2 separate regions of the Columba livia genome follow, and region 2 is linked to region 1. A link is a contact called in public Hi-C data. All regions are on one chromosome and are shown on one strand. The core of a region is the stretch at or near the end of the contact, and the rest is flanking DNA. Distances in the headings are between cores, read along the strand shown.

Region 1 (6,020 bases), core at 2,300-4,799:
TATTAAGTATAAGGCTTGAGAATGGTCCTTAGTAAAATGAGGTGCACTGTGAAAGAGGTCCCAGAAGTAGGTGTTAAAAGGCAAACAAATCATCTAAAGATCATCAACAATCCAGGAGAAATGGAGAGAAAAATATTCAAAGTACTGAAAATAACATTTGTTTTTTTTCAGTGTCTTTATTAACAAAACAATAAATAAAGGAGCTTTAGGGAGCAAAAGTCCATAACCATCTGAGCCAGGACTAGGCTCAGGTTGTAGGTTGCCACCCTGTATTCACTGCTTAAATGACAGAAAAAAAGCCTGAGGTTTTTTACCTTTCATGCTGGTGAGTACCTGGGCAGTACCTGCTTCACTGTGACACCACCATTGCAACAATGCTGAGTTTTGTTGTTGCTGTGAGCAATCACAACAAAATGCAGAAGATCAGTTTCCTCCATAACTCTTCCTCCCCAAACAACTGAAAAATTACCCAAGTAAGAGGATGTTTCTGCTGCAGATTAAGCTCAGCATTGTTCAGATTTGTCTTCAAGCCTAGCATTGTTGTAGAAAACTTTTGCACCCAGTTTATGAGAAACTAGTCAAACTTCATTCATTTGTTAAATTTTCATTTGTTAGAAAAATGTAGCATCACAATAAAAAAACCAAGAGTTTTCATTGGTTGCCCTGGATGAGTTATTTACATGAGTCTTGATTTTCATGTTTGCAGTAATTGAAATATTAACAGCAACCACATGATGTTCTTCAGTTACCCAGCAGATGCCGTCCCTGCTACGCTGAGCAAATGTGCTGCATGCACAAGGCAAGAAAGACCCTGTGAAATAAATACTCAGCAGGAAAACAAGAAAAAGTTTTGAACGGAAAGAGAAGAGATGTTCTGAAGATTTTCAGAAAGGAATAAGCTGAGGAAGGGGCTGGAGGTCCAGGAGTCTGTGCAAGAGCAGAAAACAGCATGATCATGAATTCAGACAGAGGGAGGAGGCACGGGGGTGGTATTTTAGGACGAACATCAGCAAAGTAGAAAAACAGGGAAAAAAAGGTGAAATAAGTAAGGGGAGATAATGCTGAATCATGGAGGCACTCTGGAATGATTTTGGCTTATTATGAAAAGGTAGAAAACTTAAGGTGGCGAAGGGCAATTGCTCTAAACAAGGGAAGTCAATGATATTGTTTAATTGCCATGGGTAGAAAACAGAGACCATGAGCTTAGGGAACAGCTTTCAATAATCAAGGTTATGAGATAAAGAGGACATTAAGAGGATAGATGGTAAGGAAAGGTTGTTCTTCAGTAGTAATCTGCACTCCTAATGCTGCATGCCTATGATACATCTAAAATCTAGTCAGTTACACTTGCATGTTAACATACACGCCCTGTTTAAATGAAAAAAGCAAAATGTTTTTTGTGTGATAACAGGTTGATGTTCTGTGCTGAAGTCTGCTGTGTGAGGTTAACTTTATGACACTTCCTAGAAAGCAGATCTAATTCTGAGGAATCAGGAGTGAAACACAAGGATAGTGACAGAAAACGTTTAAGTCCAAGTAGATTCCTATGTTCCCAAACAAGCAAAACACTAGTGCCTATTTAAATTTTCCAAAAGCAGACAGCACCCAGGCCAAATGTGCATGTTAGTTGCCTGGTAATGCACTGGTAACACTTTACTCTAGCAAAATAACGGCCAAACAAATTTATTTTAACTGTGAATTCAAGGTTTGAGGGCTCATAACATTACAGAAAGATTTGAGCTGAAAAGATCTCTGGGGTTCATATGGTCCAATCCCCTGCCCAAAACAGAGCAAACTTTGTGGGTCTATCAAACTGCTCAGGGTCTTGCCCAGCCAAGTTATTGTCACTAACCTGCCTATTCCAACAATGGGTACAATATAGTTCTTTGCATCTCCTGGCCTGCTCCGGCTTTTGCTATTGCACATCACAAGAAGGTTCCCACCAGGTGCTGTTTCTCCCTCCAGCTGAGATCATTATTCTATTGTGTCTTCCCTAATTAAGCCCAAAGCCCCCAGTAAAGAGATGCAGCTAGATTCTGGGACTCAGAAGAAGCTTTCCCAAGTTCTTAAACTAAAGCAGCCTAGCTCCCAGTGGTTTGGTGATTAATTGACAATCTAACTGTATTATATGAAGCTGCAGCAGTTTATCCCTTACAGGCTTCCAAGAATATAATTGGGAAACCATACTTATAAATGTATTCCTGACTTCTATCCTTGTCTGCATTTTACTAGGCAGCAGAGACTCCATACGGGTGAGAAGTCCAGCCTGAGGTTTTTTTCCTATTTAATACATAAACTCTGACTAAAGCATTTCCCATGGTTAGCGAATTCATTAGATCTCACTTGCCCTCTTTCTTTTTCAGAGGCTGAAGTGCAGCAGAGGCTCAGCATTAACAAACAAAACTTGTTTCTCGAGTTTCCCAAAACTTGTAGGAACTTAATAGGTGTTAGATCACTATCCCTTTGCCAAGTCTGGCTGAGGTTATAGGAGAGAGACTCCTCTGTCTCCTGGTCTTGCTGTTTCTGTCTCTCTCTCACACACCCCCCCCTTGGAAAATGCATCCACACATGACTCAGTCTGAAGAGTCTTTCCAAAAGTGCCTTGGCTGGCACTTCGATGTGGTCTGCACCCATTTCTACCTCACACTAGTAAGCTTCAGAACAGGCTGAAAAATCAGTGTCCAGTATTTCCTACTGCTGTGTTTTGGTGGGTTGACTGTTCAGCATGCTGGTTATTTCAGCACTAGCCTTTTCCACATTGAAGATTCTGCACCTGAAAATGATGCATTCTGACAGCTAAGTTTGGGGTATCTACACCTTTATGTGGCCTGCAGGTGCAAAGAAAAGAGTTAATCTGTGTAGGAATTGGACTCTATGGAAGCTGTTGGGGCTCAACCTGTGTCAGTTGGACACAGATCTTAATCAAAGAAAACATGGGAAAAAACAACATAGCTTGAAGTTCCAGCTGAAACAATCTGGGAGGCATTTTTAATGAATAACTTTGAAAGTGTATTCAGGACAGAAATCAGGAATAATCAGTAAGCATAAAATCAGTAAACAGTTCATCAATTCTTAGAAAACATTTTAATGACCTTCCAGAATAAGAAGCCAGAACACTGTGGGCAGAATACAAACAAAATGTCTCTCATTCCAGCGATTCAATGCACATATTTCAATTCAAAACTTCTCTGTATGATATGCATTAAGAAGTTTTTCAGACTGCTTTTGTGGACTTGCATCTATTCCATTGCTTCTTTTTTTTCTTTTTTTTTAGTATGTTGGGGGAATTGTCTCTAAAACTGAATATTCCTCTACAAATTCCTTATTTACAACAAACAAATGGACTCTTGGCCCCTTCTAATTTAGTCATAATGTACTGAGAGTATCAATATAAGCTGTTTGGAATCCTTTTTATGTAATACTTTCTTCCTGTCTAAAGGCATAAGGAGTCAGCATGGTTTAGTAGACATCAGACTATGACTACAAAACAGAAACATCTAATTCCTCTGCTGAATGCAATGGGACATTGCCTAAATTCCTTGGGCATTCTGTGCCTCAGCTACCATCCTACGGAAGATGGGTGTAATGGCAACATCACAGTGAAGTTTGAGGCTTGATTCACTCTAACTGGTGAAGTTTATTGGAACTATAAACTTTATAACTGCAGCCGTTACAATACAAAAGGTCTTAACAGTCTTTTCTGAAATACTTTTTATTTTCTTCATTTTGGCATTCCCATATGAAACTGCCAAACAGAATTGAGGTTTATATTTATGAGGCCTGTAATCATTCCATGAACTTCAAGAAATCTGGCAGTGATCTGGAAAACTTAGGAGGTAATAAAAGTTTACCAGCAGGAATGTAGAGCTGCCTTGTATGGTGGTGGAGACTAGAACCAGTACATATTTTGATAATACAGCCCAGCTCTGGTCTTTGGGGTGGGCTTTCGTTGTATAGCTCTGCCTGCATCTGAAATGCGTGGCAGTGTAAACATTCTTCTAATAACACAGAGGTTCTCTTAAACATTTGTAAATAGTTCAGCAATTTTGAGAAACGGGGTGGAGCCTGGAGATGGCTAAAGAAAGCAGCATTATTCTCATGCTTGTTGAACTCACTGTCCCGAGCCCAGTTCTGCTCTTAATGTAAACGGCTGCCACTTGCCTCAAGGGCAGTTGCACAACATGCATCTGACCAGACTTGGAAGGCACAAGCTGTTCCAGAGCAGGACAGGGCTGTGCTGCATCCAACCTGACCCAAAGTGATACCCTACACTGAGGATTTGTTTCTACTTAGCAAGAAAAGGTGCAGTATCAGCTGTGTTGTGAGTGGTTTGGAGGAAAAACAATTTTTTACTGAAAACTACTTATGTAGAGGGAAAAACAAAATTGTAGGATCAAATTCAGTAACACTTTTGTCAGCTTTGGTTATGTCAGAAAAGCAATTTTGTAGTATAAAGTGGGAAGATCTCAGAGGATAGGAAATTCTGAATTTCAAGAACGCTTACGTTAGTTAATCAGTTCGTTAATTAATTCGTTTCATTAGAATTCCAGTAATGTACTTCTGGAGCAAGATAATAATACCACCCTTACTTCCAGTGAAAGTTACAAAATTAATGGTGTTCATGCAGGACCAGAGCTCCTGAGGTATCGTTTTGGGGCTGGCTTTTCTTCCTTTATGGCTAATCACCTGTAGAAAGCCATTGCCTTTTCTAATTCTGTGGTCATGTTTGTTTGTTTGTTTGTTTTTTTAAATGAGAATGGCAGCACTAATGTTTTGGAATCTTCTGGGGTCAATTAATAACTTTAAAATACTGTGAAGGTGGAAGGTGGTAAAAATTTTACTCCAGGTGATGGCCTGCATTCTCAACATCCCAGTTGCACCAAACTCAATATGGAAGTTTTCTCGGCCCGCACAACCTGGCCATTAGACATGGACTTTGAGGGTCTTGTTGTCTCATGCATCTCAACTCTCATGCTTTGAATCTTGGCTCAAGGTCCGGTTTCTTGTGTTTCAGAAATACCCTGATGCCGTTACTGCAGGTAACTTTCACTACTTAGTTCAGTCAATTGGACTTGTGCATGGAGTTAACTACAACTATTTATTTGCTTTACATAAGCCAACATTTAAAATATTTTTTTAATTAAATAAAATATTTTTTAAAAGCATCCTTTAATACAAAATAATCAAAAATGGTCTCATTAAGATTGTCTGATTCTAAGCATTGTTTGCTATGGCAGCACTATTACTGCTAATCATTCAGAGAATATCTTTAGTGTGGAAATTAATACAGAAAAAGGTTGTATTTGCAAGTTCTTCATCTTTCAAATTGATAGGAACAGGTTCCCACTGACAGAAGTCTGTGGGAACGGAATAGGGCGTGGAATGTAAGAGTCCCATCTTGAAGGAGCCTGCCAGCATTTGTCATACGTGGTGGTAAGCAGGTCTCAATCCCATTAGCAGAGGCAATAGGAAGAGGGAGTTCTGTGGGAAGGGTCCCCTAGAGACTCCTGTAACAGGACAGGAATTAGAAGCCTCTGAGGAATGTCAAAGCCCCACCTCATTAGCTACCACATATCCTTCACTTTACATCCACAGGGATATGGTTGTCATCCATAAATGATGCAACAGTAGATCTGAGTAATCTAACCTAGAAAATTATTTTCACAGGATTCTCCACTTCACATAAAGTGGACAAGAAATATGCAGGTATAACTTTCGTATAAGCACAGCTCTTTTACACCAAGGCAATGCCACCACTTCTGCTATTGCTGACCCCTACAAGAACAACTGTCAGAAGGGAAGAGACAGAAACATGACCTGGCCAGCTGCACACACATATTCTTGTGCCAGTCTGCAGCCAATTCGACTGCCTGACAACTATCAGGTTTGGGAGGGACTTCTTTATTTTGGGCTTAGATCAGAAAATACCATGGAGTAAGAATTTGCTTTACTAAGGACAAAAGGCGAAAAAGCCCATTGTTCAGAATGTCTTTGTGCAGCTGACGGTTTCTCTTGTGTTA
Region 2 (6,458 bases), core at 2,708-5,207, 130 kb after region 1:
TCTAGATTCCTTGTAGGACAGTAAATATTCCAATAATAGCAACTGATAACTGAGTAAAGCAAATGAGTGCTTGTTGGTTGAGACAAGTGCCTTTGAGATTTGTTCATACTTTGTCGTCTCTTGACTTTTAATCTTCCAGCTTGCACAGTATTTTATCTCTTTATTTCATGATGTGTAGACTCTGATTCAACTGTTACAGACATCTGTCAATTCAACTGTGTTTTCTTAACAAGAGTAGGTGATGTTACTCCCTTTTAGACAATGATTCAACTACATTTCGAAGCAGCTAAAATTCTGCTTGTTTCATCTGTGCTGAGTTTCTGAAACAGTTCAAAGAACACTAGATGCTTAAACACAAAAAGCTGGAGCTGTTTTTGTCAGATTTGAGCAGGACTGGGTCTTTTGGTATGAATTTCAGGGTCTTCAGAGCATCATTTCTGTAGTTAAAAAATCCTTTTGTGTATCTCTAACAAGCATCCTTTGAGGAAGGCTGTTGCAAACACAGATTTACTCCTCTAGGTTGCAGAACTGTCTGACCAAATAACAGTATTCAGAAGAAAGAGATTAAAGCTAGCACTGCCTGGCTCTTCTGTGGAGTGGAGAAACCCTTTCTGTTGCACAGTTCTCCAAAAACTTGGACGTCTCCATACATCAGTTTACTCCTTTCTGGCTGAGGGACTAAAAATTTTACTGTTGAAACTATCCTGTTCACGAATAGTCATACAAAATAAATTTAATTGATTCATGGATTATCGAGGACTGAAGCTCAAAGCAACCCTGTTACTGATGGCAGCAAGCTCTGGGCTTAAATGCAGAGGAATTCCTCTTAAGGCTGGTAAAAGCCTTGGCTTTGAAATCCTACTGTGACTCCTGGGGACATTGAACCCTCACTCTCTTGATAAGCCCTGTTTCTCATTTACAAGATTAAGCCTGTATAGAGACAAGAGAAAGTAAAACAAACTTGGGGAGAATTAACAATGCTGAACTAATCATATATTTGTTTTAGCAATGATTAAATGTGCATGCTGTACATCTGTGCACTAAACCTCAGTTTCACAGCCACAGGTTGCCTGAGCTATTGCCCTTTTGTGGTCACTGCTGTTAGCTAAACTTTGCCCCTGTTTCCCCATCAGTGGTGACAGCACCACGATATCCAAGAATTCCTTAATTCACACAGACATGACACGACCTCATGGGGATGCTCAGCCCTACCTCACTTGTCTCAAGAGACGGGGTATTCACACAGAGCTCTGCTGCTCTACGTAGCAGCTTCAGCTCAATGTATTTATTTCTCTCCAAAAAAACCTCCAATTAGCTCATCACAGTGTCTACAGAAGGTCTACGACTTGTAGGAGTCTTAAAGATTAAGTTCTTGCCCTGTTTCTGTTCTGGTCTCTGTTCTACTCTGCCTCCATTTCAGCATGAGGTTCCAGCAGTTATGTAGAAGATTCTGGGTAGAACACTTCCACAACTGAAATCACTCTCTACCTACACTTCTCCCTGTTCAATAGTATTTCACAACCTTCTCCTAGGTAGAGTTTACATTCTTTTTTGGCTCTGTTTACCAACACCAAGTAGAAGCAAAATGCCTTTATTCCTTTCAGGAAATCATGTTGAAAGCAGCTAAGAACTATATATATATATAGATAGATAACCATTCCACTGCTGTCTGTTGAGTCCTAGAATTGTTTCCAAATGCCCATCAGATCATGACGGATGTCATCAGATAATACCCGTGTATTAAGTCCCGTTCTTTCAATACATGATGCTACATGCCATGGCCCCATAAACACTGAGTATGTCAAATGCAGTTGTTTTTTTTTTTTCCCACAAACTCAGCTGTCCTTCTGGGTTGCATAACACCACTATTTATAAAAGGCTGTCAAGAAATGATGCTTTCATCCTAAAAAATAACAGTTTATCTATCAAACAAGGGTATGTGGGTAGTTGCAGTCCAGATAAGCAGCCATGTTGATCCCTTTTCATGGCACATACTATCAAATTTCAGTATGTATAAACACCAAATGATTTTCTGAGGCAGAACATAAGTCCCTTGGGAGCTTTACAGTCCGTGACTTAATTCTGCATAAATAATGGAACAGGTGCAAATAGTTGGCATAAAGCGTGTCTGAATATTTCTAAAGACAGTTCAATAGTCTTGGAAAAGGGGACGAAATGTAATAGCTCTCACAAAACAAGTTGTCTCTTTCCAGAATAAATATAGGTAAACACAAGAGAAGTAAAACCGCTTCCATATTCCTCTGCAGAAATGTTTATCCCATGTCTCCTCAAAGGACTGGTTCTCATAGTAAAGAAATAAGCTGCAGGACTTTTTGGTTCTTACCTCTTCCAATATTGATAGTGTATTTTTGGTAATTTCTGTGTTGTGTTGACCTAGGACTGAAACTGGAACAACTTCTGCCATGCAAACCCTTCCAGAGCAAGAGAGTAGTAATGCAATCATGGTGAATGTGATGTGAATTTAAACTCCATACTCTGTGGTTCCTTAGTGTGTGGCACTTCTCACAGCAACAAGCTCTATCTAACTTACTAAAATTAGAATTATTTATTTTGTGTTTCTTTTACTTGAAAATTATTTTATGTTAAATACCAAAAAAACGCAGAAAAGAATAAGTGTAATCAAAAAAGTTTGGCTGAAAAATTTGTATAAGATGCTTCTAGGTCAAGGCTCTTAATCCATGTAGTCACCGCAGCTATTGTACAAAAATCTTGGGCTTGGTTTCTAATAGAAATATTGCAGCAAGCCACAAAGTCACATGGAACTTGTACAGTGCAAGAGTAAATAATCAGCTAACAGAATATCTCCTGACCAAAATGGGAATCCATCCTGACCATGAATCTGTCTTAATCAAGTATGGTCTCATATAATTTGCTGGAAAAACTTATTCATTTGACACTATGTAAAAGCCTTGCTGAAAATGGCCCTGATTTGTAGAAACCTTTGGTCATGGTGCTGTTACCACTTTGTTATTAATTCTGCATGGAGGTTGAAGGTAGGAACTGGGACCAGAGCGAATGTCACCTCTCCACTGGGGGATGCCTTGAGATTCGTGTCTCCAGGTAGCATGACCTTTGAGATTAATGGAGAGCACAGAGCTCTTGAAGAAATCAAAGCTGAGCCCAAAGTACAAGATCAGTCCCCTTGCTACTCCCACACAGCTCTATAAAGCACCTGAGGAGGGGAGCAGGGCTCTCAGGGAGAGCTGATGGGGAGGGAACCAGTACCACACTAGAGCTGTGTCACTGTGGCAGTGGTGAGTAGCTGATAGACCCTGGTAATTTGTGTTCACCACTGCTGTTCCACAGCCACACATGTTGACCGGTCCTAAGCAGGGGTCAAACACCTTCAGAGTGGCCTAAAAATGCTGTTGGCTCATGGATTAACATCCAAGGTGAAATGTGGTGTAATTTAGGATGTGTTTTTCTGGCTCCCGTGACATCAGAACCCTTCTGCTGTTGTATATAATTATAAAAATGTCCCTCTGACTTCTTGTTGCTGAAAATACACAGGCTGTTTTGTTTTCAGAAAAACAGCATGTTCCTTCCCTCTTGTTTTTCTATTTTTGGCAGGTTCTACCATGAAAACTGTGGCAAACTACAGCTGAAAACTGGAGTAAGACTTAAGATGACACCCTCTAGCCTGTAGCTTTATAAAGGTATCTAGCCTTTAGCTTCCCTCCCAGGAATAATACTGGGTCTTTTTTATTTGTATAGTACTCCCAGGCAGAAGATGAAACACACTACTTGTTTGTAACTGGTAGTGTCGAAGAACTTACTAGCCTTAACCACAGAGCAAACCATCGATATGGAGGGAGATGCAGAGCATCAGAAAGGGAGTAGGCACTGAAATACACCATGCAGGAGCCTGAGTAATGGGCAAAAAATGGGAGTGTAACCCTATGACCATATTTAGTTTCCACATGTGAATCTTGGCTGGCTGGATCCTACCCCGAATGCCAGTGGAGCCTGAGAAGTTGGAAGGCTTTTGCTCTGTGCATACAAGCAGAGCCGTGACTCACGCAGAAGAGAAACAGTTTTCTTTTACAAGGAGAACATTTTTCCTTATTGACCAGGCACACACTTGAAAATAGCTTTGCTTTCTGAGTAATTCTGTCAATTCATGGCAATGCTGTAGAAGTATGAAAACCAAAGAAGCATTTAAAGCTCCAGGAATTTGCTAATAGGAAGTAGAAAGCTCTGTTTAAAGACAGACAGCTAAATTCACTATATATGTCAACTCCTTGAAGACAATTAATTAAACTGAGGGTAACTCAGACTATTCAATAAATTTCAAATGTCAGACAAAGAAAAGAAATGAAGAATCGAATAATATTAATGCAAGATATTTAAAATGACGTGCAATTTAATTTCTTTGAGTAGGGAACTCAGTCTATAATCTCATTTGCACTGGGCTTTATTTCTGATGCAATACATTTTCAGCATCAAAAGTGAAGAAGCATTAAACTGTGAAAGATAAAGCTCAATTGCAAAGGGGTGATGCTTCTTGGAAAGGAAGGGCACTTCTGAGAATCTCCAGTTATTGGAGTTTGTTTCCACCAAAGCTGTTGGAATTTTCCAACTTACTTCAATGGAAAATGAAGTAAGCCAAGGAAAATCCCACTCCATAGTGCAGAACATCATTAAAAGGTATTAGTAATCAGAGCAAGGCAAACAGGACGTATTTTAGTGCCTTTTTTTTTTTTTCCCTCTCTCTTTCCTGATTTGCTTCAGGGACCCTCTTCTTTTAAGGCTTACAAATGACACTGATTAAACCAGCTGAAAATTAGGCCCTCATCAACCAGAACCAGCTCACCAAGCTGTTGTTCCCCTCTCTGTCCCCTCTGTCCACAGCACGACACTTCACCCACGACAGCAGCCGCAGGAGGTTCAGCAGCAAGGCAAGGCCTTTCCCTAAAAATACCCCTTTGTTTTCTTTTTCTTTACATCCATGACAACACACGATGTGCAGCATTTTATTTTTATACTTAACGAGGGGGATTTTCCGCTGGGAAAACGCCTGGAAGGACGCGGCCGGCAGAGCAGCCCCGGAGCGCCGGGCTGAGGCTGCCACCTCCCGGCTGCCCGGCCGCTGCCGCCCGCTGCGGGATCGCGGCTCCACACACCGCCCCTCGCAGGAAAAACGGCCGTAAAACGCTCGTTTGGAGCTCGAAAAGGAAATTAGTTTGATCCTGCTGAAGCCCGTCATTTAATTATCGAAACACCCACATGTGATGTTCTACTATACTTCCTCTGACTTACAGAAAGGGTTAAGGATGCAGTTGGAATTATGTGTCAGCTTGCATTATGTCTGAGATAAAAATGCTTCAGTAGAGGCAATATTCTGATATGAGAAATCAATTCTAAACATGAGAAATCAAAATAAGCAGACTGTAACACACTGGCCCCAGGAACCAAATTTGTAGAAGTACGTTAGTGAAGTTACTTCCACTTTCATTTTATGTTTGTTGACCACTTTATCAGTGGAAATGTACCCTCTGCTTTCATTCTAATAGAAGTGTTTCAAAAAGTCATCTGTTACTGTAAGTGTGGCAGGGAGAGCAACTGAATAAAAACTCTCCCTTGAGGACAGCAAAAATGGTGCAGCAAAATTCTGCTTTGACTGAAATCAGTACCAGGCCTTTCACACCAGGAAAGTGCAGTCAAAAAGAAAACAGGGAAAGCACGAAATTAGACAAGCGGACCTCCCACCATCAAGCCAGAACAATCTTCAAAAGAGATTTTTTTTTTCTGCCTGTCTTCCCTGGAAATTTTGGCTGGGACTGAGCTGAGCCAGAGGCTCCAGAAACACCAGGTAGTGCTGCAGGAATGGCAATGTACTGGGTGAAGCCACTTACCAACACAGCATAAAGCAGCCACCCTTGTGAGTCCTATAGAGCATATACAATAAATTCCACAAGGAAGAAGATAATTTTATCTGTAAACAGTTTTTTTCTTTCTTTCTTTCTTTCTTTTTTTTTTAAGAATGAGTGATCTTCTAAGGGAATAAGAGTGTCCTGAGAAGCTCCGTCCTCTTTGTCAGATGCAGCAGTGCTGCTGGCAGGTGAACTTAGGCAGGACCACAGTTGCTGGAGTTTCAGAGGAGTACCAGGCAGAGCTTGTTGTTTCTGGTTAACACTGAGCTTGAGTTGCTGCTGGTAAACATCTGGCTGTTTTGTTCTTCTTCCAATATCACAAAGCAGCCCTAGGCCACAGCTCACCGGCTGGGTTAAATCAAGCAGCAGATCCTCTGTTTTCAGAGCAGCACTAGGCACCAGGAGCAGATTGGTGACTCTGGCACAATATCTATTAATAAATAAAAGCATCGGGCTTTGCATTTGAATAGGCCATTTTCTTTGGCAGATCTCAAAGTAATTTCTGAAGAAAGGCAGACGTTGTTACCTCCATTATGGGGCTGGGTTATATGACAAGCTCACAGT

Evidence for each region. Hi-C and Micro-C count contacts between places; a contact is called where the count stands out from the background.
Region 2: a Hi-C map of crop shows a contact between it and region 1, with 4 times the contacts expected there. The contact joins two enhancer-like sites. A contact is called at or near these places in 2 of 2 Hi-C or Micro-C datasets (crop and liver).

The regions. Positions count from the first base shown.
Region 1 is chr1:185,011,887-185,017,906 of bColLiv1.pat.W.v2, forward strand. No RefSeq gene overlaps it. Among named protein-coding and RNA genes, the nearest start is that of TES, 36 kb to the left of the region's middle. Within about 2 kb of position 3,550, at least 2 of the 3 cell types and tissues checked have an H3K27ac peak away from gene starts, as active enhancers do.
Region 2 is chr1:185,140,489-185,146,946 of bColLiv1.pat.W.v2, forward strand. No RefSeq gene overlaps it. Among named protein-coding and RNA genes, the nearest start is that of CAV1, 28 kb to the left of the region's middle. Within about 2 kb of position 3,958, at least 1 of the 3 cell types and tissues checked has an H3K27ac peak away from gene starts, as active enhancers do.